Linked DNA regions of Pan troglodytes: region 1 is linked to region 2. Evidence: chromatin contacts called from public HiChIP or PLAC-seq data. All regions are on one chromosome and are shown on one strand. The core of a region is the stretch at or near the end of the contact, and the rest is flanking DNA. Distances in the headings are between cores, read along the strand shown.

Region 1 (6,821 bases), core at 3,650-6,149, 55 kb after region 2:
CCCTGTCTCAAAAAACAAAAAAAAATTGAAAGTAAAGCTCAGGATTCGCTGGTTTAGAAGGGTCAGACATGGGTACAGACATGTAAATACTTCTCAGAGTAAACCCTAAGGGCTGAACATTGCCTTTGAGGCAGGTCTTGAGTGTGGACCCCAAGCTGAGCTGAGACACAGCTTCTTTGAAATATAATCCCACTATGGAAAGTGATATTAAGTAAGGTCAGAGGAAGAATACTAAGTGACACAAGTTCAAGATGAGAAAGGATTGTGTTCAGGTTTGAAATCTGAGGTTTGAAATGGCCCCAAGCTGTGCATGCGATAGTGAACAAAACACACACCCATGGAGCTGAACGCTAAGCCCCCTGCAAAGAGCCCTGCAGCCTTCAACTTCCCTGTCACTTATTCCTATTCCTACTCATCACCCTAGCTAGATGCTTAACAATTATAGGACCACCTCTTCCAAGGGCTGGAGGAAAAGAGCTGGAAGCATTCACCAACCAACAAAAACAGGATGGTACAGCTTGGCTAGAAAAGTGACATAAAACCAACTAACAGACATAATCCTGCTGTCTAGAACCTTACCTTCCCTCTCTTGTCTTAATCCATCCTGTGGTTTTCCCTAATATCCAATTAGCAAAAACTCTTCAGGCCAGGCGCAGTGGCTCACGCCTATAATCCCAACAGTTTGGGAGGCTGAGGCGGGCAGATCACCTGAGGTCAGGAGTTCGAGACCAGCCTGGCCAACATGGCAAAACCCTGTCTCTACTAAAAATACAAAAATTAGCCAGGCGTGGTGGCGGATGCCTGTAGCCCCAGCTACTCAGGAGGCTGAGGCAAGAGAATCACTTGAACCTGGGAGGCAGAGGTTGCAGTGAGCCGAGAGAGCGCCACGGCACTCCAGCATGGGGGACAGAGCAAGACTCTGTCTCAAAAAAAAAAAAAAAAAAAAACTCTTCAGATTCTGAGCTAAAGCAGTGGTAGCAGTAGAAATGGAAAGAACAGATGCAGAAGATACTTTGGAAGTAGAAAAGGATTTATCAATGGAGCGAATTAGGGCAAAGCTGAAAATATTAATACCTCCAAGTTAGGAAACTTTGTAGACTGGGATACTGTTAACAGAAATAAGAAACAAGAGAAGAGGTATGTATCACTGTATATACAGGGTGGTGACAGTGTCCATCAAGAAGATCATGTGGCCGGTGCAGTGGCTCACACCTGTAATGCCAGCACTTTGGGAGGCAAAGGCAGACGGATCATTGAGCCCACGAGTTTGAGACCAGCCTGGGCAACATGGTGAAACCCTGTCTCTACAAAAAATACAAAAATTAGTGGGGCGTAGTGGCATGCACCTGTAGTCCCAGCTACTCAGGAGGCTGAGGTTGGAGGATCGCTTGAGCCCAGGAGGTAGAGGTGCAGTGGGCCGAGATCATGCCATTACACTGCAGCCTGGGTGACAGGGAGACCCTGTCTCAAAAAAAAAAAAAAAAGGAGGATCATGAGCTGGGCTTGAACGCGTTAAAATGAAGATGCTCGGCCGGGCGCGGTGGCTCAAGCCTGTAATCCCAGCACTTTGGGAGGCCAAGGCGGGTGGATCACGAGGTCAGGAGATCGAGACCATCCTGGTTAACACGGTGAAACCCCGTCTCTAGTAAAAATACAAAAAAATTAGCCGGGCATGGTGGCGGGTGCCTGTAGTCCCAGCTACTCAGGAGGCTGAGGCAGGAGAATGGCATGAACCCGGGAGGCGGAGCTCGCAGTGAGCAGAGATCGCGCCACTGCACTCCAGCCTGGGCAACAAAGCCAGACTCCGTCTCAAAAAAAAAAAAAATTAAGATGCTCAGCCAGGCATGGTGGCTCACACTGGTAATCCCAGCACTTTGGGAGGCTGAGGCAGGAGAATCGCTTGAGCCCAGGAGTTCAAGACTACGCCTAGGCAACACAGCGAGACCCCATCTCTATTTAAAAAAAAAAAACAAAAAACCGGCCGGGCACAGTGGCTCACGCCTGTAATCCCAGCACTTTGGGAGGTCAAGGTGGGCAGATCACAAGGTCCAGAGATTGAGACCATCCTGGCCAACATGGTGAAACCCCATCTCTACTAAAACTACAAAAATTAGCTGGGCATGGTGGCGCCCGCCTGTAGTCGGAACTACTCCGGAGGCTGACGCAGGACAATTGCTTGAACCCAGGAGGCGGAAGTTGCAGCCACTGTACTCCAGCCTGGCGACAGAGTGAGACTCCATCTCAAAAAAAAAAAAAAAAAAAAATTAAGATACTCAACACAACATTCATGTGATGATGTCTATCAGGCAGATGGAAATACAAATTGAGATAGATACAGCTTAGAAGGGAAGCTATGTTTCAAATACATATGGAGGTAATAAGCAAAACCAAAGGAGAGGATAAGACCAGAGAGAGAGAGAGAGGCCAAGGGAGCAACAGTTCAAATAAGGCAACAATTAAGGAGAAAAGGCAGGTAGGAAATTCCAAGGCCCGGCGGCAGTGGCTCACTCCTGTAGTCCCAGCACTTTGGGAAGCCGAGGAGGGCGGATCACCTGAGGTTGGGAGCTCGAGACCAGCCTGACCAACACGGAAAAACCCCATCTCTACTAAAAATACAAAAATTAGCCAGGCGTGGGGTAGCACATGCCTGTAATCCCAGCTACTCAGGAGGCTGAGGCAGGAGAATCGCTTGAATCCAGGAGGCGGAGGTTGTGGTGAGCTGAGATCGCGCCACTGCACTCCAGCCTGGGCAACGAGTGAAACTCCACCCCTCAAAAAAAAAAAAATTCCATAAACACCTGTTTTTTTTTTTTTTTCATTTAACTACATCCCCCTTCCTGGTTGAGAACCACTGCTGAATCAAGTCACTGCCACTGATGGAGGTGTACTGTATCTTTCCAGTGTGTTAGGCTAGAATAAAAATTGAGAACCATAGCTGGGTGTGGTGACATGCACCTGCAGTCCCAGCTACTAGGGAGGTTTGGGTGGGAGGCTTGCCTGAGCCAACGAGTTTGCGGCTGCAGTGAGCTGTGATCACGGCCCTGCACTTGCAGAGCAAGACTGTGTCTCTAAAAATAATAATAATAATGATAATAAAGAAAAAAAAAAGGCTGGGCGTGAGCCACCTGTAATCTCAGTACTTTGGGAGGCAGAAGTGGGCAGATAACCTGAGGTCAGGAGTTCGAGACCAGCCTGGCCAATATGATAAAACCCTGTCTTGACTAAAAATACAAAAATTAGCCAGGCATGGTGGCACATGCCTGTAATCCCAGCTACTCAGGAGGCTGAGACAGGAGAATCATTTGAACCCGGGAGGCGGAGGTTGCAGTGAGCCGAGATCGCGCCACTGTACTCCAGCCTGGGCGACAGGGTGAGACTCCGTCTCAAAAAAATAAATTAAATAAATAAACAAATAAATAAATAAATAAATAAAATAACGGCCGGGTACAGTGGCTCACGCCTGTAATCCCAGCACTTTGGGAGGCCGAGGCGGGTGGATCACGAGGTCAGGATATCGAGACCATCCTGGCTAACACAGTGAAACCCCATCTCTACTAAAAATACAAAAAATTAGCCGGGCGTGGTGGCAGGCACCTGTAGTCCCAGCTACTCTGGAGGCTGAGGCAGGAGAATGGCATGAACCCGGAAGGCGGAGCTTGTAGTGAGCCGAGATCCCTCCACCGGACTCCAGCCTGGGCGACAGAGCAAGACTCCGTCTCAAAAAAAAAAAAAAAAAAAAAAATTGCGTAAACGTATGGGTAGAAGTGCGATTTTGTTACATGCATACACTGCATAGTGGTCAACTCAGGGCTTTTAAGGTATCCATCATCTTTTATCTACTTTTTATTTGGCACTTAGAGAGTAGTACATCGGCCGGGTACGGTGGCTCACGCCGGTAATCCCAACACTTTGGGAGGCCGAGGCGGGAGGATGGCTTGAGCTCAGGAGTTGGAGACCAGGTTGGGCAACATAGGGAGACCTTTTCTCTATTTAAAAACAACAACAACAACAACAACAACAACAACAACAACAACAACCTTTTTTTTTAAATTACCCGGGCGTGGTGGCGCACACCTGCAGCCTGAGCGACAAAGCAAGACCCTGTCTCAAAATAAAATAAAATAAAATAACATAAAATAAAGTACATTATGCTACGGAGGCCGCTAAAAAGAACATGGCTTCTGTCATACAGGAGCTTATGGTCTCATGGAGAGGCACTGTGAGAGTTCAGAGACAACAGCTCAAAGACAGGGTGGGGGCTTGAGAAAACTTAGCAGAAAGGTGTAGGGGTGGGAATCGGGGTGGGAGTGGAACTGTCTTTTTAGAAGAGTGGGCTGGAGAAGAGGAGCAGTGAGAGCATTCCAGGAAGTGAAAGCGGTCAAGAGGTGGAGCTGGATAGCCGATATGCACGAAGGGTGCCCCGGAGAGCCACTTATCAGGACGCAGAGGTCTATAAAGCAAGGAAGAGGCAGAGTTGGAGCGTGGAGGGTCGAGACGCCAGGCAGGAGTCGAGGTTTGACAGGATTAGCGCTGAGCTCTAGCAAGGCTGACCTACTGCTGCGAGGAGCTTGGGCTTGGGCAGGAAGCAGTGCAGCTCGCGGTCCGCAACGCAACAGAAGCGGGTGAATTCAAGGGCACCAGGCCTGCAGACTAGGGGATGGGAGGACGCGGCAAGCGGAGACTGACCCAGGTGGGCGCGCAGGCAGCGGGACTGGCAGCCCCTTCTCGGCCCTAGCCGGCAGCGTACCTGGATGCTGCAGCTCCTTCGCGTCCAACCGAGGCCTCCTCAGGCAGGCAGGGTCTCGAGGCCACTGTCTACGCAACTTCCCAGCACAGCCGAACGCAGCACTCGGAACGAGACACGTGAGGGTAGCGTCCCTGGACAACCCTGAACGCCTCAGCTATTGGTCCAGAAAGCAACTTTCTCCCTCCCACCTGCCGGGTTAGCCTCTAGGATTCGGCTTGCCACGCTATAAAGGGAACTGCGCATCAGACGCGGCACAACTCCGCCCACTAAGGCGGGAGTCCGCGCAGGCAGTCACTCTGGCTGGAGGCCGGCTTTGAACTTCCGGCTTCCGGGCCCGTTATCCTTACTACGCATCCTCAGACGCGCCGTGCTCTCGGAGAGGCCCGCTGAATTCTGGGGGCTGTGGTTTCTCTCCCTCGAGGGAGGGTCTTTGGCGAGCCAAGCTCTGGAACCGGAAGTTTTAGGATGCTAAATCAGAGTCAGCCAATCCTCAGCCTACGGTGCGGTGACGTCGCCAGTAGCTGGGTAGATTTTCGCAGCCGGCCTTCTGGAGGTGGATCGCGCGCCCCCTAGAGCCCGGCTGTGGGCCTAGTCCAGGTAGGGACCCGAGGGGCACCGCGATGCCTGGACCGCCAAGGATGCGGCAGCTTGGCCCGTGACCAAGGAATGGGCACAAGGGATGAGAGTCTAACGTTTCCGTCCCGTGTGTGATCTCTATTCTTGCAGGAGGCATGATAAAGCCCCTAAGAAGGGCCGGCAAGGCCGGGGCCAGCTTGCGGCGAGGGCGGGAGGCGGCGCTGGCGGGAGGGGAGAGAGAGGGATGGGGACTGAGTGGGCACCGCAGCTGACCCCTGGAGTAGCTGCGATTATGGAGGAGGGATTTCTTTTTTCATTTTTCCTACGGTAAGAGGGAAAACATACGTGCAATGATACGCGCCAGCACACGCACTGCCACATGCACTGAAGCTCCCTCTCCCAACTCTTCTTGTTTCTGGAAAAAACACACTTTATTGGGTAGACAAATAGGCCTGATGGGAAGGCCTGAGTCACAGTGCACTGGGGAGTGAACAAAAGTAGGCAAAGTGCTTGAAGCTTCCCCTTTGCCCCCACCTTAACCTCCTGGGGAGGCAGCTCTGGACACTCAGTACCCAGACCTGGGCTCAGCAAGGCCTGGGGTGACTGTGCCCCTCACTCCTGCTGCCTGATCTGAGCAGCCCCACCCTTCACTGGTAAGACAGAATTCTCAAGGGATAGGCGCAGAGAGGAGCCCGCCTCCCCGGATCGTTGGAGAGTAACAGGGTTTTAGCATAATGCTGGCCAGAGCCAGTGTGCCAGGTGCTGCCACACAGGAAGCTGACAGCCCTGCTGGACGGGCGGGAGCCTCTCGGGCCCTCCGGACTATTTATAGCTGGAGGCCTAGGCTGCTGACCTGTGACATTCGTCTGCTGCCACCCCATCCTGGAGCAAGGCAAGTGCAGAGCACACTCCTCCTCCTCCCCTCCTGTTCTTTCCTCACCCCAGGGAGTAGGGTGGTTTTGATTTTCTTCCTCCTCCTTGAGTTTCCCAGCTCCCGAGTTGCTGGTGTTGTCAGTACCTCACGAGAAGGCCCTCATTCAGCAAAGAGAGCTGCCCTTGGAATATTGGTGCCCACCAACATAGGAATCTGCTCACCCTTCCCTACCGTTCATCAGCCTTTGGGCCACCCTCTAGCCTGCTGGCTTCCAGATGCCAGGCATGGTTAGCTGGTTACCCTGGCCAGTCTGGAGCAGCTGAGGAAGAGGTGCAGAGTTTGGGAGGAAGAAAGGGGTGGAGTCAGGGATGTCCTCTGGGGAGATAGCACAGGAGGGGCCCAGCTGACACCTCCCCCAGCTAGAGCTACTGAGAAGGAAGCCTGGGTGAATACAAAGGTCACAGGGAGCTGAGTGATCTGAGCCTGTTATGAAAGGTGTAGCTCTGTCAGCAGATTAAGTTCCTGCTCCCCAAAGAGGGTGCTGGCAGGGAGGGTGAGGGAAGGCTTGGAAAGGTCGCACAGAGTGGGGAGGAGCTGGCAAAGAACTAGGAACCAGGAAGTCCC
Region 2 (5,984 bases), core at 2,717-5,216:
CCAACATGGTTAAACCTCGTCTCATAAAAATACAAAAATTAGGCCGGGCGCAGTGGCTCATGCCTGTAATCCCAGCACTTTGGGAGGCCAAGGTGGGCGGATTACAAAGTCAGGAGATTGAGACCATCCTGGCTAATACAGTGAAACCCCGTCTCTACTAAAAATACAAAAAAATTAGCCAGGTGTGGTGGTGGGCGCCTGTAGTCCCAGCTACTAGGGAGGCTGAGGCAGGAGAATGGCATGAACCTGGGAGGCGGAGCTTGCAGTGAGCCGAGATCGCGCCACTGCTCTCCAGCCTGGGCGACAGAGCTAGACTCCGTCTCAAAAAAAAAAAAAAAAAAATTCGGCCGGGTGTGGTGGCTCAAGCCTGTAATCCCAGCCATTTGCGAGGCCCAGGCGGGTGGATCACTTGGGTCAGGAGTTCCATGGCCAACATAGCGAAACACTATCTCTACTAAAAATACAAAAATTAGCAGGGCATGGTGGAGCCTGCCTGTAATCCTAGCTACTCGGGAGGCTGAGGGGAGAGAACAGCTTGAACCCAGGAGACGGAGGCTGAAGTGAGCCGAGATCCCACCAGTGCACTCCAGCCTGGGCTACAGACCGAGACTCCATTTCAAAAAAAAAAAAAAAACTTTAGGCTGGGCGGAGTGGCCTCACGCCTGTAGTCCCAGCACTTTGGGAGTGTGAGAAATCGGAAAGTTCTTCAAAGATTATAAAAAGTCACAATTTCTTACTATAAGATTGCTATCCACTACGTGTGTGTGTGTATGTGTGTGTGTGTGTGTGTGTGTGTATATATATATATATATATTCCAAATCAGCTGTCCTAGATTGCTCCTGCGTGCCTGGACAGAACTAGACAAGCCCCAGTCCACAGTGCATGCCATTCCTTATTTGGTGATGCTTCCTTAATGATCCCTGGGCAACTTCCTTTTCTTTCTTTGTTCTGTTCCCCTTAACCAATTTTAAAAGTTTTAAACTAACAGCCAATCAGGTAAAGTGTAAAATGTGAGGTCCTATTCCAGCCAATGGAAAACGGACACAGCAGTAGGGTAGACGCCTCAGATTATAAATAACTCTGTCTCCTTTGTTCGGTGTGCTCTCATGGCTAGACAGCTTTTGAGTAGCAGCACCCTTTCTGCAGAAAGTAAAGCTCTCCTTGCTGAGAGATCATTTGTTCCCGTGTTTTTTTTTTTTGTTTTTGTTTTGTTTTGTTTTCTTTTTGCAACACCAAAAACTTCATTCCCAACAGGGAGACTGAGACAGGCGGATCACTTGAAGTCAGGAGTTCGAGACCAGCCTGGCCAACATGGTGAAACCCCAGGCTCTATCAAAAAATACAAAAATTAGGCGGGTGTGGTGGTACGTGTCTGTAGTCCCAGCTACTCGGGAGGCTGAGAAGGGAGGATCTCTTGAACCCAGAGGTGGAGGTTGCAGTGAGCAGAAATGGCACCACTGCGCTCCAGCCTGGGTGTGAGACTCCTTCTCACAAAAAAACATGCAAACAAACAAAACAGCCAAATTTAAAGGAGTTTTTTGTTTGTTTGTTTGTTTTGTTTTTTCTTTCCAAGACGAAGTCTCACTCCATTGTCCAGGATAGAGTGCAGTGGCGCTATCTCGGCTCACTGCAACCTCCGCCTCCTGGGTTCAAGCGATTCTCTTGCCTCAGCTTCCCAAGTAACTGGGACTACAGACACGCACCACCACGCCCAGCTAATTTTTGTATTTTTAGTAGAGACGGAGTTTCACCATGTTAGCCAGGATGGTCTCGATCTCCTGACCTGTGATCCGCCTGCCTCGGCCTCCCAAAGTGTTAGGATTACAGGCGTGAGCCACCGTGCCCAGCCTAAAGGAGTTTGAGCAATGTATGATTCTCAAATTGGGCAGCCCCTGAATCACAGCACATTCAGAGAGACCCAGCATATCCACAGAGACCCAGCATATTCACGTGGTGGAAGATTTACGGACAGCAAAATGAAAGTGAGGTACAGAAACAACCAGATTGGTTACAGATCAGCGTTTGTCTCATTTGAACTTGGTTGGAACAGTTGGCTACATTTGATTGGCCAAAATTCAGTGATTGGCACCGGTGTGGTCTACGTTCGATTTACACCTCCACTTGTTACAGTTCACAATGTACAGAAAACCTTCAGGCCGAACTTAAATATGTAAGGAGGCAGCTTTAGATTAAACTTGACTTAACACTAGCTACCACTTCTTACCTACATAACTTTGGGCAAGTTGTTTGGCCTCACTGGACCTCAGTTTACTTACCCAGTGGGGATAACAAGATCAACTTTATAGGGTGAAGGAGTGAAATAACCTGTGTAAAATGTTCCATGCAGTGCCTGGCACACAGGAAACCTCATTAAACATTGGCTATTTATTTTGTTTTGCCTTTAGGTCCTTTAGATATACTTTTTTTTTTTTTTTTTTTTTTTTTTTTTTTTTTTTTTTTGAGACGAGTCTCACTTTGTCGCCCAGGCTGGAGTGTAGTGGTGCAATCTGGGCTCACTGCAAGCTCCGCCTCCCGGGTTCACGCCATTCTCCTGCCTGAGCCTCCCAAGTAGCTGAGACTACAGGCGCCCGCCACCATGCCTGGCTAATTTTTTGTATTTTAATAGATATGGGGTTTCACCGTGTTAGCCAGTATGGTCTCGATCTCCTGACCTCATGATCCGCCCGCCTCGGCCTCCCAAAGTGTTGGGATTACAGATGAGCCGCGCCCGGCCTTTTTATGTTTGTTTTTGTTTTGAGACGCTCTGTTGCCTAGGCTGGAGGGCAATGGCGCGGTCTCGGCTCACTGTGATCTCCGCCTCAAGCAATTCTCCTGCCTCAGCCTCCCGAGTAGCTAGGATTACAGGCATGCACCACCACACCCGGGTAATTTTTGTATTTTTAGTAGGGACGGGGTTTCACCATGGCCAGCCTGGTCTCGAACTCCTTACCTCAGGTGATTCTTCCGCCTTGGCCTTCCAACGTGCTGGGATTACAGGCGTGAGCCACCACACCCGGCCTGCCTTTACGTATACTTTTTGAGTGCTTCCCTTTTCACTTTGTTTTTCTTCCATTTCCTTTTCCCCAAGAGAAGAATAAAAGGATTTTTGTAAACTTTTTTTATTTTTATTTTGGGACGGAGTCTTTGGTCTGTCGCCCAGGCTGGAGTGCAATGGCGCGATCTCGGCTCACTGCGACCTCCGCCTCCCAGGTTCAAGCGATTCTCCTGTCCCAGCTTTCCGAGTAGCTGGGATTACAGGCACAGCGCCACCAGGCCCAGCTAATTTTTGTATTTTTAGTAGAGACGGGGTTTGGCCATGTTGGCCAGGCTGGTCTCGAACTCCTGACCTCAGGTGATCCGCCAGCCTCGGCCTCTGAAAGTGCTGGGATTACAGGCGTGAGCCACCGCGCCCGGCCTTTTGTAAACTGTTAAGTCCATTTTTTTCTGAGGAAAAGTGACGAATTTTTAAGGGATAAAGCAGTGAAAGTAGGCTGAGGTCACGGGGCACGAAGGGAAGAAAAGGTTGGGAGCGAAAAGAACTCTAGTGGCGGACAGTAGTGGGCAGGACCAGCTGACATCCAAGAGAAGCCCTGACCTGAGAGATCGATCTGGCCTCCGGGAGTGGAGACAGAGGTACCGCCTGGGTGGGAGCCGGAACGGATTCGATTCCAACAGGCTGAGAAAGGAGAATGTCCCTGTAAAGGAGCTAGGCCTGAAATAAGGGGTGTGGCCGTGGCTGGATGGAAGAGTGAGGGAGGAGTAGAAGCGTGGCCTAGACCAGCAGCAAAAGAGGGCGGGCCCAGGGCCGCCCGAGGCGTGGTCCCAGGGCCGGGCTGGGCGAGTCAGAGGCTCGGGAAGGGGCGTGGATCCCCGGAGGCGGTCCCCGGGTTGCAGTGAGGGAAATGGGCCGGGAGGAGAGATGGGCGGTGAAGAGGCCCGGCCCTGCCAGGGAGGCGGGCGGATCCGTGGCAGTGACCAGAAGGGGCCGGAAGGGGGTGGCCGCCGGCCGGGCCCCGCCCTGGGGCCGCCTCCCCGCGGGTTCCGTTGGCTGTGGCGGCAGCTGACGCTTGTGGCGGCGGTGGTTTCGGGGTGGGCGTAAGATGGCGACAGCGCAGGGACCCCTAAGCTTGCTGTGGGGCTGGCTGTGGAGCGAGCGCTTCTGGCTACCCGAGAACGTGAGCTGGGCTGATCTGGAGGGGCCGGCCGACGGCTACGGTTACCCCCGCGGCCGGCACATCCTCTCGGTGTTCCCGCTGGCGGCGGGCATCTTCTTCGTGAGGCTGCTCTTCGAGCGGTGAGAGCCCGGGAGCGAGCGGCTCGGGGGCCGGGCGCGGGCCGGGGGCGCCCCGCTGTGGGAAGGGCCGAGGGCCGGAAGCAGAACTGCAAGGAAAGCCCGGAAGCAGGGGCTGGGGGAGCTTGGGCCGCGGCGGGTGATGCTAGGCGCGTGGGCGAGGTGGTAGCCTAGATGGAGAAGGAGTTTGGGGCGTGGGCAAGAGAAAGAGTGAGGGTCTAGGGGAATGCTGGGACCCTTCAATGTTAGATCCGGAGTTGGATTGGGGGGGTTATATAGGCCTCCTCCCAACCTCCAAGGGTCCTACAGATGAGGAAACAGGTTCAGTGTGAGCTCTGGCAGAGGCCCCGAAGAGAGGGATAGGAAGGGGCCAGGAGAACCAGAGCTAGTTGTGACCATGGAAGCCGAGGGGTCAACGCAAGGGCCAGACGTTCCAAGGGAAAGGAATGGACTCATCAGACTCTTAAGATTTGTTAGGACGCTTGAGTTTCCGAGAATTGGGGGGAACAGGATTAGTTTGGCCCTAAGAGTTGGTTTGGTATGTCAACTCATGCACGTTTGTTGGTAGGAGGGTAGAAATCTGGTTGGGATAGGGTGTGGTGGAGCCCTAGGCTTCCAAAGTAATGGAAAGATGTCAGATTAGTTGCAGAACAGGCCTTGGGGCCTGAAATGGAAGGAGGAGTGTTCGAAGGCATGGAGGAGAGCCACAGGGCTTTATCAGAGGACAGCTATATTGAGCCAGATTCTTTTTTTTTTTTTTTTTTTTTTTGAGACAGAGTTTCGCTCTTGTTGCCCAGGCTGGCGTGCAATGGCACGATCTCGGCTTACCGCGACCTCCGCCTCCCCTGTTGAAGCGATTCTCCTGCCTCAGCCTCCCGAGTAGCTGGAATTACAGGCAGGCGCCACCACGCCCTGGCTACTTTTTGTATTTTTAGTAGAGACCGGGTTTCGCCATGTTGGCCAGGCTGGTCTGTAACTCCTGACCTCAAGTGATCCGCCCGCCTCTGCCTCCCAAAGTGCTGGGATTACAGGCGTGAGCCACCGCACCCGGCCTTAAGCCAGCTTCTAAATGAGTTTAGCAGAATTGCAATATACTTTGTTCAACCACGTGATTTCACCTTTAAGTGAATGGATCATATGTTTGTCCAAGATAAAGATATTCACTGAGGCTTTGGTGTGTGATATTATAATGTGAATTTATACCTGTGGGTGATTTTGATCAAGTCTACTCAGACTCCAAGAAAGGAGACATGTTTCTGCCATAGGCCAGGTAATGAGGGTGGTTCTTGGACATCTGTTCGTTTTGCCTTTATCCAAGCATAAATGATTGTAATGCAGGAATGCCCTTTCTAGGATGGGAATATGTTGCAGGTGAAATAATCTGTTAATTTCTGAAAGATAGCATCTGTTTGGGATTGCTTCTTTGATTTGCCTACTGTTTTTGACTCAAGTCTTTCAAAATCTTGTGTTCTATTTAGCTAGTCACGCATCCATTTATTCGTAGTATTTGTGCATCATCATCAAAATGCTCTGCCAGACGTTCAAGTGCAAAAATAAAGATGCTTAAGTGAAGCAAATGAAACCCAAAGATCTAAATGGCTTTCCTTGGCCCTCAGGAACTTGGTGTAGCAAGGTTTTCTTTTTTTCATTTTTTTTTTTTTTTTTTTTGAGATGGAGTCTCGCTCTGTCGCC

The links. HiChIP or PLAC-seq counts read pairs in DNA pulled down with a chosen protein or histone mark.
Region 1: a contact with region 2 is called in an H3K4me3 HiChIP or PLAC-seq map of stem cell-derived excitatory neurons, with 5 times the contacts expected there. The contact joins the promoter of COX14 here to the promoter of CERS5 in region 2. A contact is called at or near these places in 1 of 7 Hi-C or Micro-C datasets (stem cell-derived neural progenitor cells) and 1 of 1 datasets of contacts at active chromatin or transcription factors (stem cell-derived excitatory neurons).

What each region holds. Positions count from the first base shown.
Region 1 is chr10:45,755,029-45,761,849 of NHGRI_mPanTro3-v2.0_pri, forward strand. It overlaps COX14 (cytochrome c oxidase assembly factor COX14), which reads right to left and starts at 4,900. Exons shown (of 2, transcript XM_063786685.1): 1 at 4,748-4,900. It overlaps GPD1 (glycerol-3-phosphate dehydrogenase 1), which reads right to left. Exons shown (of 8, transcript XM_001154939.6): 8 at 5,730-6,821.
Region 2 is chr10:45,700,743-45,706,726 of NHGRI_mPanTro3-v2.0_pri, forward strand. CERS5 (ceramide synthase 5) reads left to right here and starts at 3,967. Exons shown (of 11, transcript XR_010148304.1): 1 at 3,967-4,295.